Linked DNA regions of Mus musculus: region 1 is linked to region 2. The links are chromatin contacts, called in public Hi-C maps. All regions are on one chromosome and are shown on one strand. Each heading gives the region's core, a stretch centred on a gene start, on an enhancer-like site or on the middle of the called end of the contact. The rest is flanking DNA. Distances are from core to core; before and after follow the strand shown. Region 1 overlaps Pcdh9 (protocadherin 9). Region 2 overlaps Pcdh9 (protocadherin 9).

Region 1 (6,933 bases), core at 1,877-4,376, 700 kb before region 2:
TGATAACAGTTCAGAGGTCTTTAGATAGGGAAGAGACAGCCATTCACAAAGTGACAGTGCTGGCTAGTGACGGCAGCTCCACTCCTGCCAGAGCCACCGTGACCATCAATGTCACCGATGTAAATGATAACCCTCCAAACATAGACCTCAGGTACATTATAAGTCCCATCAATGGCACAGTGTATCTCTCTGAGAAAGACCCTGTCAATACAAAGATTGCCCTCATTACAGTTTCAGATAAGGACACAGATGTGAATGGCAAAGTGATCTGTTTTATTGAAAGAGAGGTCCCATTTCATTTGAAGGCAGTGTATGACAACCAGTATCTGCTAGAGACCTCTTCTCTGCTGGACTATGAGGGCACCAAAGAATTCAGCTTTAAAATCGTTGCCTCTGATTCGGGGAAGCCCAGTTTGAATCAGACTGCCCTGGTAAGGGTTAAGCTCGAGGATGAAAATGACAACCCACCAATTTTCAACCAGCCTGTAATTGAGCTGTCAGTTTCTGAAAACAACCGACGTGGGTTATACTTAACAACTATTAGTGCTACAGATGAAGACAGTGGAAAAAATGCAGACATTGTTTATCAGCTTGGACCGAATGCCTCCTTCTTTGATCTGGACAGAAAGACAGGAGTTTTGACAGCCTCCAGAGTCTTTAACAGGGAGGAACAAGAGCGGTTCATTTTTACAGTAACTGCCAGGGACAATGGGACCCCTCCCCTCCAGAGCCAAGCAGCAGTGATAGTTACTGTTCTGGATGAGAATGACAATAGCCCCAAGTTTACTCATAATCACTTTCAGTTTTTTGTGTCTGAGAATCTGCCAAAGTATAGTACTGTGGGGGTAATCACAGTGACAGACGAAGACGCTGGAGAGAATAAAGCTGTGACTCTTTCCATTCTAAATGACAATGAAAATTTTGTGTTGGATCCCTATTCAGGAGTCATAAAGTCCAATGTCTCCTTTGATAGAGAGCAGCAGAGTTCCTACACGTTTGACGTCAAAGCCACCGACGGGGGACAGCCACCACGGTCCTCTACTGCAAAAGTAACTATCAATGTCATGGATGTCAATGACAATAGTCCAGTTGTCATTTCTCCACCATCCAACACCTCCTTTAAGTTGGTGCCCCTCTCAGCCATTCCTGGTTCTGTGGTTGCTGAAGTGTTTGCGGTGGATATTGACACCGGAATGAATGCAGAACTCAAGTATACCATAGTGAGCGGGAACAACAAGGGATTATTTCGGATTGATCCAGTAACAGGCAATATCACCTTAGAAGAGAAGCCAGCACCTACTGATGTGGGCCTGCACCGTCTTGTGGTCAACATAAGTGACCTGGGGTACCCTAAGGCTTTGCACACTCTCGTGCTGGTATTTCTTTATGTGAACGACACTGCTGGAAACACCTCATATATATATGACTTGATCCGTAGGACTATGGAGACCCCACTGGACCGGAACATAGGAGATAGTGGTCAACCTTATCAGAACGAGGACTATCTCACCATCATGATTGCCATCGTTGCTGGGGCCATGGTGGTCATTGTTGTGATCTTTGTCACGGTGCTGGTGCGCTGTCGCCATGCGTCCAGGTTCAAGGCCGCTCAGAGGAGCAAACAAGGGGCTGAATGGATGTCCCCAAACCAGGAGAATAAACAAAATAAGAAAAAGAAACGGAAGAAAAGAAAGTCGCCCAAGAGTTCTCTTTTGAACTTTGTTACTATTGAAGAGTCCAAACCCGATGATGCCGTTCATGAACCCATCAATGGGACCATAAGCCTGCCTGCCGAGCTGGAGGAACAGGGTATAGGAAGATTTGACTGGGGCCCAGCCCCTCCAACCACCTTCAAGCCTAACAGCCCTGACCTGGCCAAGCACTACAAGTCGGCCTCTCCTCAGCCCGCTTTTCATCTCAAACCTGACACTCCAGTTTCTGTGAAAAAGCACCACGTCATTCAAGAGCTCCCGTTGGACAACACCTTTGTTGGGGGCTGCGACACCCTTTCCAAACGCTCCTCCACTAGTTCAGATCACTTCAGTGCCTCAGAGTGCAGCTCCCAAGGAGGCTTCAAGACAAAGGGCCCCTTACACACCAGACAGGTAAACGAGCACTTTTACTGGTCTATAAGTACTGCCTACAAGTGCCCAGTCAACCAGTATTAACGTGCCAGTGTGTGTATTGTTTTGGTCTAACTTTAGCTTAGTTATGAAGAGGGAAAAAAAAAAAACTTGACCCCTTTTTAAAATTCCTCTGGGGCTCAGTCAAGAATTTTTAGAACAGCTTTGAAATTTCTGAGTTCTGAGAATTATTTAACCTCCCAGTTTCCTTCAAGTGGCAAAAGATGAAAAGAGGAAATTATTCCAAAATGTCCCGAGATCATGTTTGCTCAAGAAGAAAACCCATCCTGATTTGCCCAATTCTGCTCCTGGGGCTTCCAAATTACCGACTTCCAAGATTTTCACATTACCTTTTGATCTAAAAAGTCACCTTCAAGTATCAAGTTTAAATGACATTTGAAGGTCTGACACCTCTTATGCTGGAGCTGTGGTCACTAAAGGGGTTAAGGTTTTTTTATTATTATTTTTTTAACACGGTAAAAAAAGAGAGAGTAGGCTCTTAAGTGTACATCAGCTGTGAAGCACATGATTATTGATTGATTGCATCTAAGCCATATAGAAAGTCTACTCCTTGATTTCAAGTTATTTTATTGTAATATAGTATGCTGGATCTTTCTTAGAACGATTTTCAGTGTCCATAATGGTCATATATGAAAAGAAAAGAAGAAAAATAAAAAGGGAATGCTTTCTCTCTAATATTACTAATTTATTCAGAAAAGAAGGATTCCATTGTAAATACTTTCTCATCTTAGTAATGCATAAGTGGTCTGTCATAACTCATTTTAAACTGTGAAAGATGCCATATGAAGAGGGATTAAGAGGCTGAGAAACTCATATTTCAACCAAATCCAGAATTAGTTTTTCTTAGGTCTAATAATTCCATGTTAATAAAGATTTAAATGCAGTCCTGTCTAATTTATTTCTTTGGTGCTTGTCTGTTGCCACAAAATTTGAATGTCGATAATAGCCTGTAGATGGCACTAGGGTATCATGTCCCCTGTGCTGGCCAGGTGCCAATCCTGCAGTAGCGAGGAGGATGGGGGAGGGAAGGATCAAGCTGGTAGTACAGCCAAAGATACCTTTTATTTAATGATAGTTCCTCTGGAGCCACTAGCATTTAAGTTCATTTGTTTGCTCTTTAGTGAGTTGCTCTCAGCACATCAAGTTTCTAGGATTTTGGAAGCCACTCTCTGTTATTAGGAGTCCATCTCTGTTGGTGGCCCATACACCACCTTGCTAACCAATTAAAAACATGAATATAAAAAAACAAAAACAAAAAACAAACAAGTAAAGCAAAATTAACACAATTGTCTTGGTGAGTCTCTGGGAAATCAAAAAGGTTTTTTGTTGTTGTTTTGTTTTGTTTTGTGAACTTGTGATAGAGTAGTGCATCTTACGGAAACTGTTTCCCCTTGTAAATCCTGTAGCTGCTCTGTAATGACTTTGAGGCTTCATGACTATAAGGTGTAAAAATGATTTTTATCAGTCAATCACACAGGTACGCTAAGAATATTAAGTATAATTTTTATTATTATGAATGTAAGATCACCATTTGTACACAGAGCAATTAAGTACACAGAGCACTGTTGCAGAACATCTGAGTAAACCTGAGATACACAACCTGAAAGAACCTAACAGTTTTGAAGTCCTAGAGAAATCTTTCATTTGGAAGTGGAAGTCAGAAGGACAGCTCAGTTTCAGGCTAATCTTATCATCATTTGAGAAGAGAGTGGTTTTAAGACTTGGAAATTGTCCAAGCATAAACAAGATTTTTTTTAAAAGTTGTTTAATAGTTTATTATGGCAAGAAAAATAACCGATAAAACTAAGTGGACTTAGTGAGGAAGTTTCTGTATCAATGAAGAATGATGTGGTGTGGTTTTATATCATTCCTTGAAAAGAACTAGTATAAATGGAAGTGCTTTCTGTGAGATATAAAATCGGTTTCCCAAGGAGAGTTACTTGTCTACCTTCCCATATGATCAACCCTTTCACCTCAGTGTATGGGAATTGCCAGCAAGGTCTAAGCCAAAATCTTTTAATTTTTTTTCCATAGTTATTGAACTTAAATATGGCACAAGGACACAAATGCTAGTCAGATGTGTTTCAGCAGAGTTTTTGAAAGCATCTTCTGACGAAGCTTGGTTTATCATAAAGACATTTGTTTATATATGACATAGTCTTGCTGTCAGTATGCTGAGTAACTCACAAACTGAAACTATTGTATGTTTCAGACACACCTTTTGATCATGAAGCATTTTGTAGCTTTCTTGTACACATTCTAAGGTTGAAAGGTACCTGTAACTAACTCCCATGGAAAATAGCTATTGAAAAGGTAATCTTTATGTCTTTCAGAGACTTTCATAACAAAAAAAAAACCCTAAAAATATAGTAGTCACTTTGGAGGAAATAAATCTTGGAAACCATCAGAGAGGTGATGGCAGTGGACAGACGCATAGACACACTGTTGGGGTGACACGGCGTTTTCTAAAAATGAAAGACAAATTATAAATAGCTTCCTAAAATTGTATTCACTGAACTCTATGATAACTCTGGAAGACGTTTCTGTTAAACAAGAACAAATAGGTGGATTGTTTTTTTTCTTGTTTAACTCCTCAGTTTCAATAGTAACCCTATTTTTATTACAGGAGATTCAACTCCTGTAGTTTACAACACTGAAAATGTAAATTTTATTACAAATTTTAATCACACAGATGTACTATCTAATACATGATATGTGAAGATTTTTTTTTTTTAGTAAAGTGGGCATGACTGCCTTAAATGGACTCCTTTAGCAGTTGTGGTGTTTGTTGAGGTGTGTAAAGTGGAAGAATCTTGAATAAAAGGTTACCAAATTTAAATACCACTACTTTGTAAGCCCTGTCTTTAACAGGACTTCTTTTGATTTCATGCTACTAGTTGAAGGGTGGAAAAGTGCAAGACCTTTGAGAAAAAGGTTATTTAAGTAGCACTACTTTATATTGTCTTTATGAAAATGCACCCACCATCTTGTTCCTACATCCTGAGCTGGTCAGTAGAGTAGTGACTCCTAATTTATCTGACACTTTCTCTTTCCCTGTGTGTTTGCATGTAATGCATGAGATAATTGTAAATTAGATCCCTGTATTGACTCTATCTTACTAAGCTGTTTTAAATTTCACTGTAACATTCCTATCCTTTATTCTGCCACCAAATTTTTAGAAAAGAAATGAATAGTGTCCTCTATATAGTTTTAAGCAAAGGATCATGTAAGGATCAAAGCAAACTTCCCTGCTGTAGACTGAAATTATGTCAACACTCTAAATTCCAACTGGTTGCTTCACAATCGAGTTGTTTCTGGTTTTTCCTGAAAGAAGAGAGAAAGCTATCCTGAATATAACAAAGTTTAAGATTATACATTTTCAAAGGCAGTATGTCTGAAAATCAATAGAGTCTCTCTTAAAACAGAGTTCAGTATTTATCTAGACTAGTTCTGGTACACTGCTACTGGGTCAGACCTAGAAAATACCTAGCTAACAATTTCTATGTGAGGATGCCTTCTGCTCATTGAAGGACCATTCTTTGAGATTCAGCATTAATGAATTAGAACAAGGCATGCCCTCCTTTTCTTTTCACAGTATCATATCCAACAGACCTGTTTTTGCACATCTCCGCTTTGCCCACTTATTGACAGCTGTTTTATTGTAGCTGGAGGCTTTACAGTAAGCTGTTTATTGCTGTTTCCCAACTTGGTTGACAGCGTTTGGGGAATTAATTTTCTTGATCCCATGTGGTTTGTTTTCTCCAGTGGGAGGGTGGGGGAATAAATGAAAATGTTAACATAAAGAACAGTGATCTATTTACATTTGACAAGTTCTTTAAGTAATCAAACAATCTATAAAGGTTCCACCAGAGTTTGGTTTTGAGTAAACAGCCATATTTAATTTTCTAAATGAAATGCTCATTTCAGAGCTTAAACATCCTGACATGAACGTTTTATGCTTTAAAGTATTTGCTCAGATGCACATTTATGTATAGATTGAAGAATTTATACATTGGAAATGTGTAGACAAGCTGTACTCAAGCGGATGTGTGTGCTTTTACCGTCGCAAAGGGAATTGCTTCAGTTCCTGATCACTTAGAGATGCTATATTACATTTGTGATTACTTTTCATTTTTGAGTAATCCACCACAATCGGTACTGCAATGTTATTATGACATGTGGAACACATAAGGCAGCAACACAGTGATCTTTAGAGCTGTCAGAAAGACAAAACTGCAACTGAGAGTGAAGTGGGGGAAAGGCAGTCTAACGTGCGGCCTGCAAGAACTTAAGCATGTTTTCATCGACTGAATTTTTGATGCACAAGCAGGCATGATTGTGCATGGCACATCATGGAAAAATTTACCCCTACCTCAAAATCAAGCAATTTTGAAAGCTGTGAATTTGAATGTTCCTCCTCCCTTGATAGCTTCTGTTGGTGTGATGTGGTGTGGCCCATATTTAGGATGTAAAATATAACCCCTTGGAGACTGATGTAGACTTCACAGGTAAAAATGAGTTGGTCACTCATCTTGGCATCCACTTCTCTTGAACTTTTAACTGGGACGTTTGATATTCTGGTTTCTTTCCCCACTGTATAGTTCGATGAGGTTCCTTATAAATTGTATCATTAATTGCTAGTCATATTAAGGGTAATAGATTTTTGAAAAAATGTCCACTATATTAAACAGCCTTTTTAGGGTGAAATTATGTACATAATATTTATAAACATGCAGGTAATTTCTATAGTTAGAATGTTCTTATAACTACCCAAACTGTGCTTTCTCAT
Region 2 (6,979 bases), core at 1,105-3,604:
AAATGGAATATCCGTATCCGTAATGAATTATCTCACTAAATATTCACTGTAGTTCTTCTAGTTATGTGTTATGATTTTTCAGTTGTGTAGATGAGGTTTTATGTACAAATTGCCAGAGCCATATACTTAAACTTTTAAGTATATTAATGACAATACATATGCTCTTTACAAAATATTTCCTGATAAAATATGCAGTACAGATAACTCTCTTCACACATACATACATGTGTACACATGCATGCACATATGCACATTCACATACACACACTAACACATGTACATATACACTTCACTATTCCATTTATGTAAAATTCCTTGTGTATGTTCCTTCTTATGGCTAAAATAAATGAAACAGGGCTAATTGTTAAATTGAAATGACTGTTGTATTCCTCACAGTATAATGTTTATTATTGAATAATAACTCACAAAGAAGTTGGCAAAAGTTGGTTCTTCTAGCTGGCTATGACCATAGTTTCTTTCCATTTAAAGAATTAGGAGTATTAAGCTAACAAATTGGGGATTAAGTAAGCATCAACAATACCAAATAAATATATTTTCTTTTCTTCATAATGACTTTGTAGATTATTCTCCTTAAGATATTCAGAGCTTGTGATGTCAATCTTGTTTGTTTTGTTGTTGTTGTGTTGTTGTTGTTGTTAGCAGGCAATTTATCCTAACAGAGGAAGCAGGGCTATCTCTGACACTTTTTCCAACTTTTGGACCATTTTCCTTCTACTGGATTGCTTTGCCCTGCCTTGATATGAGGATTTGTGCCTAGTCTTACTGTAACTCTATGTCATGTTCATTTGATATCTATTGGAGGCCTGTTTTTCTTTTTCTTTTTTTTCTTTCTTTTTTTTTTTTTAAGAGAAATGGAGGAGGAGTGGACTGGGGTAGAAGAGAGGTAAGGTGGGACCTGGAGTAGTGAATGGGGGTGGAACTGATGTCAGGACCTAATGTATGAAAGAACAAAGACAATAATAATAATAATAATAATAATAATAATAATAATAATAATAATAATAATAAACATAGATTCTTGACTTCCAAATCCATGTAGAAAAGAAACCTGATACTCAACTTCCAACTTACTGGTCTTCAAAGAGTTAGCAATCAAATGGATGTATAGATGATTAAACAGAGAGAGAGGGGGGGGATAGGAAGATACATACATGCATGCATACATACATAAAGTTTATGTTAAAACATAAATATAATTGAAATATTTAAATAATCAGAACTATAAAAATAATACCAAATACCTAACTTGGAAAGTATATACATTCAAGTACTGACTGAGAATGTGTGTGTGTGTGTGTGTGTGTGTGTGTGTGTGTGTGTGTGTGTGTGTCTGTTATGTGCACACAAAAGCATGGAAGTTAAAGCCAAAGAAGCCATGAATTTGAACTGGAGCAGCAGCACAGGTTACATGAGAGGGTTTGGAGGGAAAGACTGAAAATAGATATTCTCTCTCTCTCTCTCTCTCTCTCTCTCTCTCTCTCTCTCTCTCTCTCTCTCTCTCTCTCTCTAATCTCAAACCATATCATGATACACAGTTTTCAGTTATGAAGGCTGTGATAGTAAGTCAAAAGCTAGTGAGGGTGATAGAAAGTTAAAATGAGATGAAATAGAATTAAGCCTAAGGCAGTAAAAAAAAAAATCCTAGCTAGCAAGAAGTAAAATATAAAATAAATGGGGGGGGGGGGCAGAAGACATGAGCTCAATCAGAAAAGAGAACTGGAGGTGAAGTTAGAAGCTCATGTTCACAGACAGAAGAAATAACCATGGAAATAAAGTCTGGATGCTAATTAAAAGCATCACATTTAGGTTGAACAAATGCTTGCAGCTCATTAGTGCAGAGCAGGTCCAAACCCACCTTGTTTAGGCATATGGCCATGCAGTGTCTGTGATGATCTGAGATTTATTCTCTTTGGATGATACCACTGTGGACACACCACTAAGCAGAACTGGGAACAATTAATGTCTCCATTGCATTTTTGCTTCTCTACTTCATGAGGCCGTAAGAAACAAAGGAAAACATGGAGTCTGTAGCAGAGAGCACAGACAACCTGCCAAAGACAGGGGGGGTATGCTCACGCGTGAGCACTAAATCCGTACCTGCAGATCATTGATCCAGGACGAACAGATTCTACAACCTATAGAGCACCTTTCAAGTGAGCAGGCGCGTTTGAAGGAATTCTTTTATTTCATGAATTGAATAGTATATAGTAAACTATTTTGACAAAAATCCTTTTAAGGAAACATTTTTCTGAGGAGATATTTTCAAGTCACAGAGACAGCAGGAGTGTAAGGAAATCATTAACATAGTTTGGGCCTCTACTATGTGCCAGCAATTGTGTGTCACACATATGGTCTCTTTTAGCAAAACTGCCAGATATTTGCTAATCTTGTATCCAGACAGTCTGTACAACTAACAACAAATGTGTTTCTCGATTCTGTGGGCATGGAATGTTTGTGCAGTGAAACGAAGCATTGTGTTATATTCATACAGGCATTTTCTAAGATGCTATATAGCACTCACCATTTCTATAGACTTGGGAATCTTTGCCAGCTTTCTAGTTTGATTGGGTATTGTATCCTAAGATGTCATTAATTGAGACAAATTATTACAGAAGTAAAAACACTATCACGGCTTGCATAAGATGGCAATTAAACTCATCAGAAAAAAATTCTATGGATGCCCAATCTATCCATTAAGTGTTTCCTAGTACTAATAACAGAAGTGTAGGTTTTAAAACCTAAGAACATTTTAAACTTTAATTAAAAGATAGCATGGGTTACAATGTCTTCTAGTCTCAAATGTTATTGCCTGTTAGATCATAAACATTAAAAGTCCCACAAGATACAGAGCATACTAATCACATTTAGTTTTCAACTTCAAGAATCTAAATGGATTTGGTGAAATAAATTCATACATATCATATATTATTTTGAGTTTTAAATATATAATAAATATTAAAATAAGAGTATTGTCCACTGACTGAAATATAGTTAAATTTGGGGATATTATCTTAAATACTAATTATTAATTTAATATTTTTATGAATAGTAAATAACCTTTTGTGTGGGTATTACAAATAATTTTTAAGACTTGATCAAACAAACATTTGTTGAGTACCAGCCGTATATTACATTATTAATCATAGTTCAGCTTATGTTTGCAGCTTTGAGTCATAACATTACATGGAACTGAAGAATTTTGTTCTGTGGCTTCTTTCTCATCCCCCTTCACTATTCCTATTCCTTTAAAGTTGGTGCAATTTTTTGAGATAAAAGATATCAGAGTCACTGGCTTAATGGACATATCTTTCTACACTACATATTTTGTGGAACTGTGCTTTCCAGAAGGACACTGTGGTTTTCTCATGCAGATAGTTAAACCTTAATGAAATGTGGACATAATATAAAATTTTAATTTCATTAAATTAATGATGAAAAGAAATAAAAATAGCTTTTTGTGTCAAAGTCTTTATTATCATTGTGGAATTAAATTATTGTCACCTTTAATTTCTCAAATGCAAATATTTAAAACAATAAAGTGAATATTTATCTTGATCTTTATCCTTTCTGATGACTGATACATTCAGTTACTAATATGTGAGTATCATGACTAATGAACTAAGGGGGTTATGACAATTATCAAGATAGCTGTTAATGAAATTGTTTGATTGTGGCAAATGAATATAATCATGTGAGACCTACATGCCCATAGTAGGAACAAAGCCAGATATATTCCTTTTGGGAATACTGCCAGAATCAAGATTTCTTTTTCACTTCACAATATTAAAAAGTAATCTTTACTAGTACTGAAGGGAAAGTCATGATGTGCATTTAAATAAAAATATTAATAACTTTAGCTGGGGCTGTTTGCACAAAGCTGTTAGCTGGTTTTAGATATTTTGTATAGGTAAGAATGTGAATTGAATTGCTAATGACATATCCAGAAAGATTTTGAAGGCTTGTCTTTTGTCATTTATCTCATTGTACATCTGAAATTACTAGTTTTATTGTACCATGAATCCTAATGAATGCATTATTCAAGAATTGTTGACAGAATTGTGATAGAGATATGCAATCTTAGTTTCACTAAGCTTCCATTAGTACTACTCACTATAATAATTCTAGTGTATGTTACTAAATTGATTATGTAAGATTATGTATACATTCATATTAATGAATTAGAAAAGAGTACGTAGTTCATTATGGTTAATTTATAGTAATAATCACATACATATTACTAACAGCAAAATTGACAGATGTTAAAACTTTAGAGTTTATTGCTTATCTTTTAAAAATCTGAAAGAACCCAGATGCCCCTCAACAGAGGAATGGATACAGAAAATGTGGTACATCTACACAATGGAGTACTACTCAGCTATTAAAAAGAATGAATTTATGAAATTCCTAGCCAAATGGATGGACCTGGAGGGCATCATCCTGAGTGAGGTAACACATTCAGAAAGGAACTCACACAATATGTACTCACTGATAAGTGGATATTAGCCCAAAACCTAGGATACCCAAGATATAAGATACAATTTCCTAAACACATGAAACTCAAGAAAAATGAAGACTGAAGTGTGGACACTATGCCCCTCCTTAGAAGTGGGAACAAAACACCCTTGGAAGGAGTTACAGAGACAAAGTTTGGAGCTGAGATGAAAGGATGGACCATGTAGAGACTGCCTTATCCAGGGATCCACCCCATAATCAGCATCCAAACGCTGACACCATTGCATACACTAGCAAGATTTTATCGAAAGGACCCAGATATAGCTGTCTCTTGTGAGACTATGCCGGGGCCTAGCAAACACAGAAGTGGTTGCCCACAGTCAGCTAATGGATGGATTACAGGGCTCCCAATGGAGGAGCTAGAGAAAGTACCCAAGGAGCTAAAGGGATCTGCAACCCTATAGGTGGATCAACATTATGAACTAACCAGTACCCCGGAGCTCTTGACTCTAGCTGCATATGTATCAAAAGATGGCCTAGTCGGCCATCACTGGAAAGAGAGGCCCATTGGACACACAAACTTTATATGCCCCAGAACAGGGGAACGCCAGGGCCAAAAGGGGGGAGTGGGCGGGTAGGGGAGTGGGGGTGGGTGGGTATGGGGGACTTTTGGTATAGCATTGGAAATGTAAATGAGCTAAATACCTAATAAAAAATGGAAAAAAAAAAAAGAAAAAAAGAAAAAAAGAAAAAAAAAAAAAGATGTGTGTGTGCGGGTACTCCTATCAAATTCTAAAGTAGCACAATTCTACGGATACAAAAATAAATATTAAAATATATATTTAGAATGTCATCTGACACACTGACAGTTTAGCCAAACAAGAAAAGTAGATTCTCTATTACAGCAAATGATCTCCCAGTTTTGAATCTTTTAAAAAAGATGTTATGGCCAGGCAGAGACTTCTCAGATCCAAACAGAAAGCTTAGGAATTTTCCCCTAACCAGAAACTCTTCAGTAGCCTGTAACTGACACTGAGGTTTTAATTAAATAACCTGTGTCTTCTGGAAGCAGCGTTGTACACCCACGTGGACTTATCTGTTCAAACCACATATGTGTGTAAGAGAGAAGGGGGGAGGAAGAGGGAGCAGGGAGAGGGGAGGGAGAGAGGATTCACATGCAAACTAGTGGGTTTCTTTAAGGCTTCTTCTCTTTTCTTTAAGAGTTCTTCCTTTTGGCTAAGGTATCATTTAGGCTTTCTTTTCCTAATCCCTATTCCCATGGAAACATCTAATGTATTCTAGTTTTCACATTCCTTCATGTTTACTTTTCCTTTGGTTGGAAGAGTAGAGATTTGCATGTAGCTTTTTCAAGTATCCACCATTTTGGTTAAGCATCCTGCCTTTCCCCAGTCTCTTCATCCTTTATGCACTCTGGGATGGACTCTTCTGCCCTTAGAATTTCCCATTTCTCCTTTCAATTTACCCATATCTTATTATCTCCTCCTTAATGTGTCTGTTCCAATTGCCTTATGTTTTTAATTCTTGGCTCCCCAAGTACTCCATGTAAAGCACAGAAAACAAAAATTTGAAGCAAGGACCTCAAAAAGGAAGGACAAAGGAATTTGAATATTGTTATCATAAAAGTAACACAAGTATTGGTTCAGTGTATATGTTAACTATTATCAGTTGTTTACTATGAATGTCTACATAAATCAAGATAATAGAGCATGAATGCCTCAAAAATATTTACACATATTATGTCAGTCAAAAACTTTAAAATGAATACAGAACCCTCCATGGTTCACAATTAGTGCTTTAGGTAGGACAATCACCAAAGGAAAGTTTTATAATATATATAAATCTTCTGATACAAATAAACTATGTTTCTGTTTTGAAAGAGTAAAAATGCTACATAAGGAAGTCTAACTAAAAGGATTGATAAGCCAGCTCAAACATTATCCAAGCACATAGTTCATAGTTACAGATTTTTCTGGTAGTGTAAGAGGTTTTTAAGGTAACCTCCTGAAGCTCACTTAACAGTGCTAAAATTCTAGGTCTTTCGCATTGTTGTTTTTCAAATTTGAATAACTTATTTAAGCTCTGTTGCTTTGTAAAAGAAGTCACTAATATAAATATGTTTGTAATGTCGGTATGAAGACTGAAGATACTAGTAGCAAGTAAAATATTTTGCATGGTGTCGAGCAAATAGAGTGTATTATATGTTAGGTACTACATTTATGTAAAATATCATCTTTCATTATCTCAGTCCTATTACAGAGACATAAACTACTAAAATTACAATGCATTCAAATGGAATTAGCCATATACTCAACTTTTATTTTTGCCAATTCCTTAGAAAGTTTCTGTAGTACTATCTTTTGAAAAAGCAGTTCTGAGGTCAGTTAAAGGGAATTGACTGTTTGTAGCTAAAGGTGGAGAAGTCAGGAAACTGCTAAGAATGTCTTTTTTGCTTATTTCACAATTGGTTCTCTTTGTTGTCAAGGTA

The links. A called contact is a pair of places that touch in the nucleus more often than the background predicts.
Region 1: a contact with region 2 is called in a Hi-C map of cortical neurons, with 3 times the contacts expected there. The contact joins two enhancer-like sites. A contact is called at or near these places in 4 of 39 promoter capture datasets (the C10 cell line, embryonic stem cells, hippocampal neurons and 1 more), 2 of 484 Hi-C or Micro-C datasets (cortical neurons and olfactory sensory neurons) and 4 of 115 datasets of contacts at active chromatin or transcription factors (astrocytes, embryonic forebrain, neural progenitor cells and 1 more).

What each region holds. Positions count from the first base shown.
Region 1 is chr14:93,880,869-93,887,801 of GRCm38.p6, reverse strand. It overlaps Pcdh9 (protocadherin 9), which reads left to right. Exons shown (of 5, transcript NM_001081377.3): 2 at 1-2,105. Among named protein-coding and RNA genes, the nearest start is that of Pcdh9, 6.3 kb to the left of the region's middle. Within about 2 kb of position 3,126, at least 24 of the 459 cell types and tissues checked have an H3K27ac peak or open chromatin away from gene starts, as enhancers often do. A contact at or near this core is called in cortical neurons, where this site is marked.
Region 2 is chr14:93,178,191-93,185,169 of GRCm38.p6, reverse strand. The region is part of intron 4 of Pcdh9 (protocadherin 9); the gene reads left to right. Among named protein-coding and RNA genes, the nearest start is that of Gm23509, 43 kb to the right of the region's middle. Within about 2 kb of position 2,354, at least 19 of the 459 cell types and tissues checked have an H3K27ac peak or open chromatin away from gene starts, as enhancers often do. A contact at or near this core is called in cortical neurons, where this site is marked.